Linked DNA regions of Sus scrofa: region 1 is linked to region 2. Evidence: chromatin contacts called from public HiChIP or PLAC-seq data. All regions are on one chromosome and are shown on one strand. The core of a region is the stretch at or near the end of the contact, and the rest is flanking DNA. Distances in the headings are between cores, read along the strand shown. Region 1 holds the start of GNAI2 (G protein subunit alpha i2). Region 2 holds the start of MON1A (MON1 homolog A, secretory trafficking associated).

Region 1 (3,541 bases), core at 428-2,927, 280 kb after region 2:
CTCAAGCAAGGGGTGGGGCTGGCGGGGGATGAGGCCCGCCTTGAAGCTGGGTTTGTAGTCTGTGTGGACCCGCTGTGTTCTTGGCTGTGTGCACCCGTTTTTACAGTGTGTTCTGTGAATCTGAAGCATTTTGGAGGCCGGGCATATGTATAGGTGTATAGAGCATATCTCTGGATGTCTGTGTCCCTGGGAGGGCATTGTGTATTTTCAACAGGTTTGCTGCATGCAGGGCCTGCCTGAGATTTGGCTCCAGACAGGAGGGAGCCCTGGGGAGACCAATGGAAGGCTTGGAGGACAATGGCTGCTCAAGGAGGGAGCAGATGAGATACGGACACACACACACACACACACACAAGGGAGCTGAAGCAAGGTGTGTGCCAACATGGTGAGGAGGAAGTCTATGCTGAAAAAGACTGTGGGTGGCCAAGCATTGATGACCAAATATTGGTGGCCAGTTCCCTTCCTGGCTTTGTGAACCTTCCTTGTCTTTGAACTGGGGCCTCGTTGCATCAGGTGACATCTCTCCCTATCTTTTTCCCTCTCTCTCTCCTCTTTGGGTCATGCTTGCTGGGTCCCAGGTTGGAGTCCCAGGATGGCTACCTGCAGGAGAATACCTCCCAGAAAATCAGAAAAGGATGGATGTCTTGGATGATTAGAGAAGTTATCCCAGTTGAATGAGATAGTCTGGGCAAAGGTGGCATTAGACCTTTTTCTCTTTCTTCTTTTTCTTTTTCTGTCTTTTTAGGGCCGCACCTGGTGCATATACAGGTTCCCAGGCTAGGGGTTAAATTGGAGCTGCAGCTGCCCGCCTACGCCACAGCCACAGCAATGCCGGATCCGAGCCGCATCTGCAACCAACACCACAGCTCACAGCAACGCAGGATCCTTAACACACTGAGCGAGGCTAGGGATCGAACCTGCGTCCTCGTGGGTACAAATCAGATTCCTTTCCGCTGAGCCACGACAGGAACTCCTCTCTGTCTCTATCTCTCTTTTTTTAACTGCAGCTTTGAGAGAGAAGGGGCCAAACCCACTTTAAGACGAAGAAAAGCGGCAGTCCAGAGAGCCTCCGGGGCGCTGTAGATCCCAAAACAAGTTTATTGGGTTCATTAACTTTAACAAATGACGAAGACACGCCTCCTCTACTCATCTCGCTCGACTCTCAGAAGCTTGGAGGGCTGGTTCCTGCTTGGCCCGCGAGGTGCACCGGATCCTCATCCTCGGGCTACGAGATCCGCCCGCCCCCGCCGTCGGGCAGCGGAGCTCCAGGCGCTCCGCACCCAATCGGAGCCCGGCCCCGCCTGCGATCAAAGCTTCTGTGCTAGGCTCTACCCCTACAGCTATCCCTTGGCGTGGCTCCGCCTTCAGCCCGCACCGAGTTTGGGCTGCGCCTAACTTCTCCCTCGAGCCAATCACTGACCCCGGGTCTCCTGTGGCCCCGCCTCCGGGCCCGCCCCGGCCCAGTCCTCGGCCAGACTAGCTCGGGCCCCACCCCCGGCCCGCCCTGCCGTCGGTGCGCGGCGGCCTGGAAGGCACCGCCTGCAGACGCTCGGAACTGCGGACCCGAGAGCTACCCGTAGAGGGCCGGCGGCGGCGGGAGCCGAGTGGGTCGGGCGGGGCCGAGCCGGGCCGGGGCCGTGTGGTGGCCGGGCAGCGGCCGGGCCGGCGGACGGCGGGATGGGCTGCACCGTGAGCGCTGAGGACAAGGCGGCGGCCGAGCGCTCCAAAATGATCGACAAGAACCTGCGGGAAGACGGCGAGAAGGCGGCGCGGGAGGTGAAGTTGCTGCTCTTGGGTGAGGCCGCGTCCTGCGCTGGGACCCCTGATTCCCTACCCAAATTCCCTACTTTGACCTGCGGACTAGTGTTTCGAACTCCCACACTCGGCCTGGACTTAACCCCGTAGACCCGCCTGGCAAGGACATACAAATAAATAATGGATCAAAACTCAGGGTTGGCCTAGACCTCTCAGATCCAGAGCCCAGACTCTAGATCAGACTCAACTCATCCCAAACCCCGGGCCCCCAAACCCAGACACTGGTGCCTCAACATCCGCTGCCCAGAATTCTGTCTGACCATCCACCCTTACTGACCAGCCTCATAGACCTTCGGAGCCTCTGCCTTGTCTTTACATCCTTACCTAGACTTTACCCAAACCCCCAGAATCCCATTCAGACCCCATCCTCAGGCACCACCTGTTCCCTCACTAGCTCCCCCTCTTCCTATTGGGCATGAGTATCTCCAGGGGCCCCTCCCAGGCCCCCACTCACTCCCTCCTTTACCCTCTGTGCCTCATCTTCATTCTAGACCCTATATCCTCCACCTGTGCACCTTGACCCCAAGAGACCTCTCAAGTGGGATTTTGGTTTGAACTTATCAAATGAGATGATTACTTAATAAGCTCTCCCTCCAGCCTTTAGAGACCCCCCCCTGCTCCCTGCTCTGCCTCTGCCTCACCGACTCCCTCTCTGCATGCATCTCACCTCAGATCCTCTGCTCCCCAGCTCTTAAGTCCTCTCTCACACTCTGGTCTTTTCTAGATTCCCCCACTCTTCCTGCACCAGGTAGGCTGAGCTGGGAAGACAGGCCCCAGACACCTAGGGGGCTGGACTGAGGCTCCACTTGGTCACATCCGGGAGGGGACCAGGCCTCAAGCTTCCCAGAGAGTTCTGCGGGCTGTCTATCTGCTTCCTAGTTTCTAAGCCCTGTCTGGGCCGGTGGGTGGGGGGAGGGGGTGTCTGGGAGTAGGAAGGAGTGTGGAGGAGTTCGGGTTGCGTGGCCTCCAAGGCCAGGGAAGATGGTGGCTGCTTGAGGGGTGGGGGGAAGTGGAAGTGGTGAGACAGCCGACATATTGCTGCCCCCGGCGGGCAGGCCAAGGAGATCTGCTGACGGGTGTGGGCCTCCCACACCCCTTCTGGGCCCAGCGGCCTGGGACATGGCCTCTGGGAGTAGGTGGGCTTGTCGGATCTTGCCCTGCGAGGGAGGGAGTGGTGGACCAGCTGGTTGAATAGTTGGGGGCCCTCTAGGGTGGGCATCTGAAGTGGACTTGTGCAAAGACTGTGGGTCTGGTAGTGGTCCCTGTCCAGCCTCCCACTGCGAGCAGGTGTGGTGCCCAGTGGCAGCCTGATTTAGAGGGATTTCAAGGGGGAGAGGGGAGGGAGACCCTCCTGGCATCGTTGGAGGCTGGACTGTATATGTGGGGGGGTGTGGCCCCTCATCCCCAGAGCTGTCTTGGGGTCCCCAGGCTGTGAAAAGTGGGGCTTTTCACGCCGGGCGTATGGCTGAGAGACAGGATGTCTTCCATCCTGGGCTCATCTGTTGACTGTCCCTGGGGGCCCGGCCTCAGGGGCACAGCCCCGGAGATTTCAAAATGGCATCCGCTCAGCCGCCGCCGCTGCGGGGAGGAAGAGAAGGGGCGGGAAGGGGCGGCGGCCCAGCCTCCTGGGCTGTTTTGCGTTGGGCGCTTGCCTCTTCCTGTCTCTGCTGCGAGTGCGGCAGCGGCAGTGAGTGGCAGTGAGTGGGTGTCACCGCGGTGGAATGCC
Region 2 (3,459 bases), core at 705-3,204:
ATGGATACTAGTTTGGTTTGTTACCACTGAGCCACAATGGAAACTCCTCAGCTTTATTTATGTAATTATTTTGGTCAGGCCCACAGCATGCAGAAGTTCGGAGGCTAGGGATCAAACCCATGCCACAGCAGTGACAATGCTGGATCCTTAACCTGCTGACCCACCACGGAACTCCATACCCAGCTGTCTTTAGCATGCCATGATTATTTTTAGTTAACATTTAGACCATGTGTATTTGCGCTTATACACAGGTCTGGTGGTCTCTGCCATGTAAATCAGTCCTTTGAGAGCTTGCTCACCCCGAGCCAGGCCCTGAGTAAACTGGCCTGGGAAAATGTACTTCTGATCTCATGAAGCCAAGTGGGCTCTGGCCTGAAATGACCTATCTGTGATGTTGAAACAAAGAGATGTCTTTGGTCTAGAGCTGGGAGTTCCTCTAAACTAACTGGCTATTCATCCTGTTGCAGGAACAGACCATTGGGTCTTTGCTGTCTCTTCCAAGTTGAACTCCTTAGTCTACCACATGGCCCTGCTCTGTGGCCTTGTGCCTCTGGCTCAAAGACCCAACAAGGTCTATAGCACACTACCCACTGATCCCTGTGGGCTTCAGGTGACTTAGACCAGCATGACTGAGTAGTACCTAGCATGGCACCTGCATGAAGTGAGGGCAAGTTCAGCTGGCTGGGGCTAGTGGATGCCTCCTTTCTAGGAGTTCTCCTGCCACCTGATATCATGCAGTAACCTCAACATCCCCAAGGCCAATCTAGGGATCCAGCCAAAAGTCCTGATGAAGCAAATAGTTTTCTGGACAATTTGGAACCTAGGCAGGGAAGGTGAATGACTCACAGCAATACCTACCCAAACCGAACAGGAGCCATAACCTGTGTGGCTAAAGCCCCTAAGGCCTGAAGCAGTTAAGCAAGAGAGGTCTCTGGGAACCAGTTCCAGATACTCTCTCCGGGGCCCTTCTCAGCCTCTCTAGAAGCCCTCAGGGCTTACTATTTTCCCTATAAGTGCTTGGCTATGCCTTTGAGCAATGTCACCAAACAAGTTAGCTCAATCAGCCCTTCTGGCCTGGAGGGAGGGAGGGCCTTTCAAGAGCCCTTCCCACTGGCTCCCTATCACTCTTGCTTCCTCTTCCTGCTTAGATAGTGCTCCATCCCACCTTCACCCTTTGAGGAGTGGTCTATCTGGGATGTTGGTGCCAGGCTGCATGAATATGTGGCAGACAGGGTCCAGGTAAGGCTGTGCTGATGCCAACTCCGTGCTTGAGAGTATGGCTTGGAACTTGTCACTGCTGGTGGCCACTCCCCTTTCTGACAAAGGCTGCTCACCCTCCCCCAGCAAACTTGAGCCCAGAATGGGTGGCTCACCCAGGTACAAGAGGTAGCTTGTTCTATGAGCCAAGGCACCCTTGAGAGCAAAGTCTCAAGCCCCAAGATCTTTCAGGAGCTTCCCTGCTCAGCCCACAGTCAACTTCTGTCAATCTTTGAGAGCACTCTGCCCACAGAAAGTGTGTGCATTGAGGAGTGGGGAGAGGGTGTTACTACCTGGCTACTGCCCTTACAGGACTTTGCCCTCCCAGCCAAAGGATAAATTCCAGGCCTCGCCTTTTGTATTTCCCAGCTGGGGGCCAACCGGCTAATGGACCTCAACCGGCAAAGGAACCCCAGAGAGACACAGTCTTCCTACCGCAAATGGCAGCCGAGGGAGGGGGGGCAGTCTTCAAGCTCCTCCCTCCCAAGATGACAGCTCTTTAGTCTCTCGGTTCCCCAGGCCACGTGGGTTGGCAGTCGGACTCACCTGTTTCTCTGGGAGGTGGGGGCAGGACGCACAGAGAAGGCTGGTCACTGCTCTTTGCCGGACCCCCAGGAGGGCATGGGTGTCCGGCTGGGCCCAGACTGGGGGCTCAGGTTCGTGGGACCACGGCCCCCTGCGGATGCAGACATGGCTACAGCGCGGACCGCCGCGCCCCCACCCCCACTGCCCTTCGCCGGCTCAAGAAGACAGCCCTCGCTGGCCTCTCGCGGCCGAGGCCCGGCTCTAGTCGCTGGGCCTGGCCCTGCCCGCCCCCGGGATGCATTGTGGGAAATGTAGTCCGCAGTGCATGGCCGCTGCAGGATGGGGCGGGGCGCCAGGTCCCGGCAGAGCCTGGGTTGGGGGTTGGGGCGGGGGTGCCTCATCACACTGTTTTCTCCAGGGTCCCGTACGATCCCAGGCACCTACCCAAACCCCAGGTGGACTGCAGGCTCAGACTTCTCAGCCCTTCCGCCCGAGCCAGTAAGAGGTTTATTTCAAGGGAAAGACAGGGACGTTGGCGTTGTTTCCTCCACTTACTGTGGAAGGTCAGTGCAAGTTTGGGGGATGAATAAATGTCGCTAGTGAGCCCGGCCCCCACCAGCTGTAAAGGGTGTAGGCACACCAATTGCTGCTTTTAAAAAAAATCGTTTTAGCCATGTCTTAATATATAAGTATGAGTCTCTAGAATGGTAGTTCTCAACTCTACACATAGGATGGCCTGGGGAACTTTAAAAAAAAAAAAAAAAATGCCTGGATACCACCCCTAGGGATTTTGATTTAATTGGTTTGGGTTGGGGCTCAGGCATCAATGCCTTTTTAAAAACTTCCAAGGTCATTTGCCAGGGCAAGGAACCATTCCTACAAACATATGTAATTTCCTAGGTGCAAAGTGATAAAAACAGGAAAACGGAGCTTCCCCCATCAATTTTATTTTTGGAGAACAGTTTAAAGAAATAAAATTAGGTGTTAACCATTAATGACACTGCTCATGTTTCTCTGGAGGAATTATATCACTTCATAACCTCATGGTTAATTCACCCAACAGTTTAGGAATGAAGGAAAAGTCTGAAATCATGCCTTTGATTCTCCCTGCTGCTCCAAGCACCCCAATGCAGTGTCCTGTCTCCATCTCAATCGTACACTGGAATTGGGGGGCGAGCTCTGCCCCTGGGCTTTTCTCATAGTCTCAGACAGCTGCCACTTAGAGCCATCAACACAGCACTGGCCCATGACTGACATGGTGACAAAGCTGTGGCCTTTTACAGGTATGGCTTTGCACAGAGCTATTGGACCCTTGCACATAATTTCAGGGGAGCTTTCTCTTCCCTTTTAGGTAAGAACATGTTAGAAAATGCCCAATTCCTTAACTATCCATTCTCCTAGAAAGGAGAGAGAAGTCTCTCCAAGTTTCCACAGATCACTCAGTATTTTCTTCATGAGCCCAAGAGGACAGGCTCTCTCCCTTAGAGTAACTATCCTTTATATGTGTGTGTGTGTGTGTGTGCGCGTGCGTGTGTTTTAGGCCTGCACCAGAGGCATATGGAGGTTCCCAGGCTAGGGGTCGAATCAGAGCTATAGCTACCGGCCTACACCGCAGTGCCAAATCCAAGCCGCGTCTGCAACCTACACCACAGCTCACGGCAATGCCAGATCCTTAAC

The links. HiChIP or PLAC-seq counts read pairs in DNA pulled down with a chosen protein or histone mark.
Region 1: an H3K27ac HiChIP or PLAC-seq map of alveolar macrophages shows a contact between it and region 2. The contact joins the promoter of GNAI2 here to the promoter of MON1A in region 2. A contact is called at or near these places in 3 of 47 Hi-C or Micro-C datasets (alveolar macrophages, embryonic fibroblasts and liver) and 1 of 2 datasets of contacts at active chromatin or transcription factors (alveolar macrophages).

What each region holds. Positions count from the first base shown.
Region 1 is chr13:32,711,196-32,714,736 of Sscrofa11.1, forward strand. GNAI2 (G protein subunit alpha i2) reads left to right here and starts at 1,678. Exons shown (of 8, transcript NM_001123116.1): 1 at 1,678-1,795. The coding sequence starts at 1,678.
Region 2 is chr13:32,435,781-32,439,239 of Sscrofa11.1, forward strand. It overlaps MON1A (MON1 homolog A, secretory trafficking associated), which reads right to left and starts at 1,955. Exons shown (of 7, transcript NM_001243701.1): 1 at 1,804-1,955.